Linked DNA regions of Macaca mulatta: region 1 is linked to region 2. The links are chromatin contacts, called in public Hi-C maps. All regions are on one chromosome and are shown on one strand. The core of a region is the stretch at or near the end of the contact, and the rest is flanking DNA. Distances in the headings are between cores, read along the strand shown. Region 1 overlaps MGAT5 (alpha-1,6-mannosylglycoprotein 6-beta-N-acetylglucosaminyltransferase). Region 2 overlaps MGAT5 (alpha-1,6-mannosylglycoprotein 6-beta-N-acetylglucosaminyltransferase).

Region 1 (3,836 bases), core at 801-3,300, 120 kb before region 2:
ACAGCCAAGGTTGAGATCTACTGTGAAGGTGCAGCTGCCATGATACTATGGCACAAAACCAACTATGCAATGAGCAAGGTCTTATATCTGAACTGCCAAAAATAATTTACATCTGTGCCTGCTCCTAAATCAAATCCCTTTTCACCATGGCTGCCCGAGAGGCAGAGCATGAACAACAGAGCCACAGAGCAGCTTCACTTGCTGCTCTGGAGAAACCGGCAAAGACGGGGCGTTAATGAGAAAGGAAGGTGCTAATGAAAAAAGAATTAACCTCAACCTCTTATTTCCATTGACTGTCAGGAATGTCAAGTTTCATCAATTATATATTTTTAAATTAATTTTAGAGTGACCTTTCCACAGAAAGATAATAGAGTTACAGTAATGACCCAAATAGAGTCCATTTATTATGTACAAGGACATTCAAAGCAGTGTTATTTATAAAATAGTGTTATTACAGATAAGAACTGGAAATTACCCAAACACACAACAAAAAGATTAAATTACATTATGTCAGCCATTCATAAGATAGAATAAATCACTAGACTGTAAACTTAGGGAGGGCAGAGACCAAGTCTGCTTGTCATCTCTGTTTATGGCCACTAGCTATTAATATCAGGAGTTCAATAAATATTTGTTAAGTGGATGGATAAAAAAGGAAAAGTGTACAGTCATCAAAAATACCTAATGGCATAAGGAAATGCAGTATCTTAATTTAAAAAAAGGCATATATTCATGTACATATAGACATATATACACACACGTATGTATCACTTTTTTTTAAAAGAAAAAAGAGAAATCAATCTTACTGGGTAAGATCTGCACTTAGAGGTAATATTTATTCTTTATTCATCTCCATACTGCCTCATATGCTCTAATTTTACATAAAAATTCACATTATTTTCAAAGTCACAAAGGCATTAAGTGTTATTTTAAATATATATACATAGTACATGAATTGTACTCTTAAGAATCGAAGATAGCCGGGTGCAGTGGCTCAAGCCTGTAATCCCAGCACTTTGGGAGGCCCAGACGGGCGGATCACGAGGTCAGGAGATCGAGACCATCCTGGCTACCATGGTGAAACCCCGTCTCTACTAAAAAATACAAAAAACTAGCCGAGTGTGGTGGCGGGCACCTTAGTCCCAGCTACTCGGGAGGCTGAGGCAGGAGAATGGCGTGAACCCGGGAGGCGGAGCTCGCAGTGAGCTAAGATCCGGCCACTGCACTCCAGCCTGGGCGACAGAGCGAGACTCCGTCTCAAAAAAAAAAAAAAGAACAAAAAAAGAAATCAAAGATAGTGCCACAGTACCCTAAAGTCACGTAAGGCATTACCCACCAGAAACATCTTAGTGACCCTTACTGCCTTATCTCATTTGAATTTTAAAGCCACATGTTGGATAATTTGCCTGCTCCTGAACTGACAAAGGTGGCTTCCACCCTGCAGTGGTCCCAGGCAGCAGATTCTGGACACAAAAGGGCATACAACAATTATCACACAGTCAAAGAGCAGCCCAGATGCTCGGCAACACTGACTAGCCTTCTCTTCTGAGTTAGAACTACAGATTTAAGATTTCACCAGAACTTCTGCCCAGAAGCAAATGTTTTTCCTAAGGTGATGCAGAGGGTGTCATTACCATCGAGGAAATTTCCATGCATTGGAATCTGGTAAAGGATCCTATCTAGGCCTGTTGATGATATTAAGTGCTTTATGGAATCTGTTAACATCCAGAATAGAGTTCTTAGGCTATTCTCTGAATTTTCCTAACATGTAGCCCGCTGCATGGAATAGAAACAAAGACTTGTAGCCTTTTTTATAGAAAAGGTAAGGAATCAGAAGTGCTGAGAGGTCAAGCCTATTGTCATCCATTGTCCTCACCTGACACCAGGGCCCGCACCTTCTTGGAAAGGGTAGCCTTGTACACTACTCCTTCCTGCTCACTGTACCATGCCAGAAACACCACCACCACCAATGCCCTGGTTAGATACAAAGGTGAACTTGGCCACACCCAGCTTATCTTACAGCCCACAGAGGAAAACTGTATCTTTTGAAGAGGGCAATGACAACCACATCTCCTAGTTTAGGAGGGTGGTGGCAAGCCTCACCTCTTCTGAAACAGAGCATATTTCCTCTCACATCTGGTCAGGCTCTACCCCTGTAAAGGCTAAGAACAGCTGCATAAACAGGTTGCTGAAGCCGTGTGTTCAAACGAATGATCAATGTCAGATCTACATGAACAGTTATGGCTGGGTGGTAACAGATGCAGATACATATTCAAGTCAGAGTTAGTGATAACTAATAGGAAAGAATGCACTTTGATTAAGTACTAGTTGGGCACAGTGGCTCACACCTGTAATCCCAGCACTTTGGGAGGCTGAGGTGGGAGAATCACTTGAGGCCAGGAGTTTGAGACCAGCCTGGGCAAGACAGTGAGATTCCATCTTTAGATAAAATAACTTTTTTGTTTTAAAGTAGCCTAGCGTGGTGGCACGTGCCTACACTCTGGAGGCTGAGGTGGGCATAAGGCTTGAGTCTGGGAGGCGGAGGTTGCTAGAGCCATGATCACACTACTGTACTTCAGCCTTTGTGACACAGCAAGACTATCTCCAAAACAAGACAAAACAAAAATAAAACAAAAACACCAAAAAAAAAAAAAGTACAAGAATAATCTAAGTCAATCTAAGTGCCTAAATAAACTTTGTCATTTGTAATCCTCACAACAAGCCTATGAGATTAAGTGATATTATACTGTCTGTTTTACAAAAGAGGAAGTAAGCTTTAAGATGATCGGTGACTTGTTCAAAGTCACACATCAGTAAGGAACACAACGTGTTCCATCCCTCCAACAGAAACACTAACTACCTTCCAGAATAAACAATAGTTTCCATGTCAGGATCATGCATAATAGCTACTTGGAGCCTCTTAGATGCAGAGCCCATAGGGAATTTCTTCTCATTTCCTGCTTCACTAAAAACATTATTGTGATTTTCAAATGAGTCCCAGCTGTAACTGTACCACACAGAACATCACAGAGTTTCGCCAAGGGCTGCTGCTATTCATTCATGGCTCCTACTATGCGCCAGGCAGAAGGTACTAAGTTCCGGGGCACAGCAGGGAACAAAACAGACCAAAGTCCCTGCTCTTTCAGAACTTACATTGTAAGCGGGAGAGACACACGATCAGCTCATACAACAAATACTTGATGCTAAGTAGCTTGAGTGTTATAAAGAATGAGAGTAACAGTGGGCTTGGGCCCTCCTGTGAAGGAGGGAAGGCTAACTTCTCTGAAACAGAAGGAATGGGCATGGCTGTGTTCTAACAAACTTTATTTACAAACAAAGAAGGAAGATAGGAAGGCGTGGGGGAGAGCAAATGCAGAGGCGCAGAGACAGGTGAATGCTCGGCCACCATGCAACAGTCTTGTCCTAGAAGACAGCCACCATGCCTTAGTAGACTTGAGAGGGTGTGGAGCTTTTTAGGGTGTCCGCAGCAGCATGAGGTCTGCCCAAGCACTTCTGACAGCAAAAGAGCACCAGGACACAGTTGGGAAGAAGCAGAGGGTCATAGAGAGCTATGGCCGCCAGGTAAGACAAGGGACATTCTGAGCCTTATCGTTTGAACATGGCAATGGCAGACTCCAACCCTACACATGTGCGTGCAATCCCTCAATCCAGACTTGAAGTAGTGGTGCTGCATGAAAGAAAGGGTCTTAATGACTGAGGAGTAGAAGAATAAGCCCCTTATTCTGAGTTTACTTCTCCTGTCTAAAACATTCCCAAGGTCTTCCTCAGACCTTTTGACTGGCCTGGGTGTGCTTGTGAACTTGGCCTGACTTTGA
Region 2 (3,872 bases), core at 1,214-3,713:
CTGTAACATCATTTATAAGAACCCTGCATTTCATCCGTCTTCATGTCTGAACCTCCGCTGGGTGTGTTCGCACACCTGTGTCTGAAGCTCACAGAGGCACAAAGGCTTGTCACAAGCCCTGGTGTGGCAAAACAGTCTATTTGAGGGCTGGGATTTTTACCTTTACATCTCAGAGTAATGATTATATCATACACAAAATTACCTCATTGATAGCAGCCACGGCCAGAGTGCTAAAAACAGGAGGAGTAAATTTGTATCTACACACCTTACTATTAAAGAATTCATCTGCCATTCTGGATCTTAACAGCCACAGACTATGAAGATGTCTGCCCTGGATATGAGATTCTGTGACTCTTACTCCATCTTTCTTATAAATGCTAAAGCAGACCCATTCTTTTAAACGAACAATGGAAAACCATTTTTATAAAGGAAGAAACTGTCTTTCCAACAAAACCCTTTCCATGTTTTTACATGAAAGAAGATCTCTAGTAGACATTTCTCTGGCCAAAAAGACCTTTCGCCTAGACTTAGAGAATTTCTCTTTGGCTCTATTCTTGGAGCAAAACTCAACTTCAGAAGGTTCTTCCATCTGTGCCTTACCAATTCATTTGCAGACAGAGTGGCCTGATCTAACAGCATGTAATGGAAAGTAGGAATGATTTAAGATCAGAGACCTGCATTCAACCCCCAATCTGTACCTTATTAGTAGGGGGACCACATATCCCCTTTTATGCCTGTTATCCCAGCATAATCATCAATAGCACCCCTCTTCACTCTCAAAAGCATCCTGATTCGGATGATAAATTATATGACCACCTTGCTTATTATGTGAGTCACCCCAGACAACATACTTCACTTTCCCACGTGAGTTTCACGTTTGTCCAGTGAAAATAAGGGAAGCTAATATACATGGTTATCCCAAACATGACATTAGACAGTGTGCATGAGATGCGGTCACAGGAGGACCCAGTATTCCCCGTACACCAGCAACCATGCTCAAAAGGACTGTTCTCAGAGAGAAAGCATTCTTCCGTACGTGTGAGGTCCTCGCCTTTTGGTTGTCAAGTTGAAGACAGGACCTATATTTTCCACTTTCTACTGTGATATGGTCTATAAAATGGTAATGGGATCTATCCGTGTCCAGCAGCTGCACAATTAATTCTGTCATCCATCTGACCAGAAGATGGACCACACATGGGTATTTTGACTCTTACACTTTAGACCTTCTGGACTTTATTTATGCTCTCCACAAAGCAGGATTAAGATCTACGAAACAGTTCAAGTGAATGTGGTTTGGAGTGGGGGAGGGGAGTGGCCAGAGATCCTACAGACTGAATCACTACCTCTTAGTGAGTAAATTTGGTGAATTTCTTGCTTTCTCAAGCCAAAAACAAAAAAAAAAAGGCAATGATAGAAGAACAGCTTCTTAATAAAATTATCTTAGGTATCTCACTTTAAAAATTAGGCCTAGGCCAGACTCACGTCTATAATCCCAGGACTTTGGGGGGCTGAGGTGGGAGGATCACTTGATCCCGGGAGTTTGAAACCAGTGACCAGTGCCACTGCCCTCTAGCCTGGGCAACAGAGCAAGATTCTGTCTCAAAATAATAATAATAATAATAGGCCTAATTGTGCCAACAATCTTGAACACAAATCTGTAATATCAATCAGTGACTCAGAAAGCAACAAAACTTTGCTATTTCCATTTGCAAAAAGAAAAAGAAAAAGAAAGATGAGATGCTATCCCTTCATTGATAAACTTGTTAAATACAGATACATTCTCTTTAAACAGTAAGAATACAATGTAATGGAACTGCCTCAATGATAAAACTGATCAATAACAAAATCCATAGAAAAATGAAGCAGAAAAAAAAAATAGACTATTCTAGTCCAAGCTTCAGCGTTAATATTTTTTTTTTTTTTTTTTTTTTTTTTTTTTTTTTTTTGAGACGGAGTCTCGCTCTGTCGCCCAGCCAAAGAACGAAAAAGTATTACTCCCACTGTCTTTTAATATGGTTGTCGGAGGGATTTGTGTTGAATACAAGAAATCCCTCCCCGCTCTGACTTCTAAAGAAACAGAAAGGAAATGTTCAGCATTTTCATGCTCTAAATATAGCTACGAGAGGAAAGAGATGCCCATGGCAGCACAGCAATGACTTCAAGTCTGGAGACCGGCGAGGCGCAGTACAGTAAGCTCTTCTGTGGACAGTCATTTCCTATCAAGAGAAGTTTCCAGAAACAAAAAAATGCTGACTCCACTCTCAGAAATCCAGTTATAGCAGCGGCACAGCACCCTCTGGGCTGGACTCACTGAGTGGAAAGCGGGAAGCCCAGAGGAAGTGCATTCCTATGGCACTGACTGCCTCCAAGCCAAGCCCCAATTTCTAGGGGATGTCCCTCTCTCCAAAGCCATACCCCAACAGGAAGACACCCCTGGCAACCATGTACACAACATACTTCTTGGGCAGCAGGGTATTTCTTAGAGTGCTGTTGGTGATGATAGAACCTTAAAGCATACCAACAGGAAAACAGGTGGTTAATGTGTATTTAGGGCATTTTCCTGCAGAATGTCTGTGGGTTTTCTCCACTTGAAAAACTGAAACTGAAGCTCAAGTCAGACTTCTGTTTAGGATTCAGATAATTAGGACATTTGGCTTTAAATGAATCATGTACCTTGTAGTGACAGATACGGCTTTGCTGGAGGAACGTTCTGATAAACTTGCCTCCTTGCATATGATAAAAGAGTGAGCCAATAACAGAGCTCAATTATTTGACCAGGTCTAAGAAAAAAAGTTGGAGATAAGCCTACACCCACGCTACACACATAATTGACAGCCTTGGAGGAAGCCCAAGTCAGGAGGAGGTCAACTCTTAATGAAGAGGAGGGAAGGGGAACAGTGGGTGTGCAGGGTCTAGAACACACCACAATTCTATTGTATCCCTTGGCGAACTAGGGGCAGCCTATGGACTTCTTCTCAGAAAGATTTTTTTAATGCATAAAATAAAATACACAGGACTGCAGAGGAAATCAATTATATTGAAATATAGTTACCAAAATATTTTTTATATTCATTTATTATTTTATTTATTCATGTATTTTGAGACAGAGTCTCACCCTGTTGCCCAGGCTGGAGTGCTGTGGCGTGAACTCAGCTCACTGCAACCTTTGCCTCCGGGGTTCAAGCGATTCTCCTGCCTCAGCCACCCTGGTAGCTGGTATTACAGACACTCCGCCACCATGCTCGGCTAATTTTTTATTTTTAGTAGAGAGAGGATTTTGCCATGTTGGTCATGCTGGTCTCAAACTCCTGACCTCAAGTGATCCACCCGCCTTGGCCTCCCAAAGTGCTGGGATTACAGGCATGAGCCACTGCGTCCGGCCCCCCAATTTTTTTTTTTTTTTGAGATGGAGTCTCGCTCTGTCACCCAAGCTGGAGTGCAGTGGCACAATCTCGGCTCACTGCAAGCTCCGCTTCCCAAGTTCACACCATTCTCCTGCCTCAGCCTCCCGAGTAGCTGGGACTACAGGCGCCCACCACCATGCCCGGCTAATTTTTTTGTATTTTTAGTAGAGATGGGGTTTTGCCATATTGGCCGGGCTGGTCTCAAACTCCTGACCTTGTGATCCACCCGCCTCAGGCCCCCAAAGTGCTGGGATTACAGGTGTGAGCCACCGCGCCCGGCCCCACATTTTTTTTTTTTTTAATTGTGATATGGCAATACCTGCAGCTTATATCTTAACACATTAACACTATCTAGCAACAAGTGCAACTGCCACCATAATTTCAAAGTGGTGATGAATATTGATATTTCAACATACGTGTTAATCATCTCTAATGTGACATGAAAATATTAGATTTCTATTGGTGACA

The links. Hi-C and Micro-C count contacts between places; a contact is called where the count stands out from the background.
Region 1: a Hi-C map of CD4 T cells shows a contact between it and region 2, with 2.1 times the contacts expected there. The contact joins two enhancer-like sites. A contact is called at or near these places in 2 of 14 Hi-C or Micro-C datasets (CD4 T cells and fetal cortical plate).

The regions. Positions count from the first base shown.
Region 1 is chr12:25,865,560-25,869,395 of T2T-MMU8v2.0, reverse strand. All of the region lies in intron 2 of MGAT5 (alpha-1,6-mannosylglycoprotein 6-beta-N-acetylglucosaminyltransferase), which reads right to left. Among named protein-coding and RNA genes, the nearest start is that of MGAT5, 140 kb to the right of the region's middle. Within about 2 kb of position 2,050, at least 4 of the 40 cell types and tissues checked have an H3K27ac peak or open chromatin away from gene starts, as enhancers often do. A contact at or near this core is called in CD4 T cells, where this site is marked.
Region 2 is chr12:25,742,577-25,746,448 of T2T-MMU8v2.0, reverse strand. The region is part of intron 1 of MGAT5 (alpha-1,6-mannosylglycoprotein 6-beta-N-acetylglucosaminyltransferase); the gene reads right to left. Among named protein-coding and RNA genes, the nearest start is that of MGAT5, 17 kb to the right of the region's middle. Within about 2 kb of position 2,463, at least 11 of the 40 cell types and tissues checked have an H3K27ac peak or open chromatin away from gene starts, as enhancers often do. A contact at or near this core is called in CD4 T cells, where this site is marked.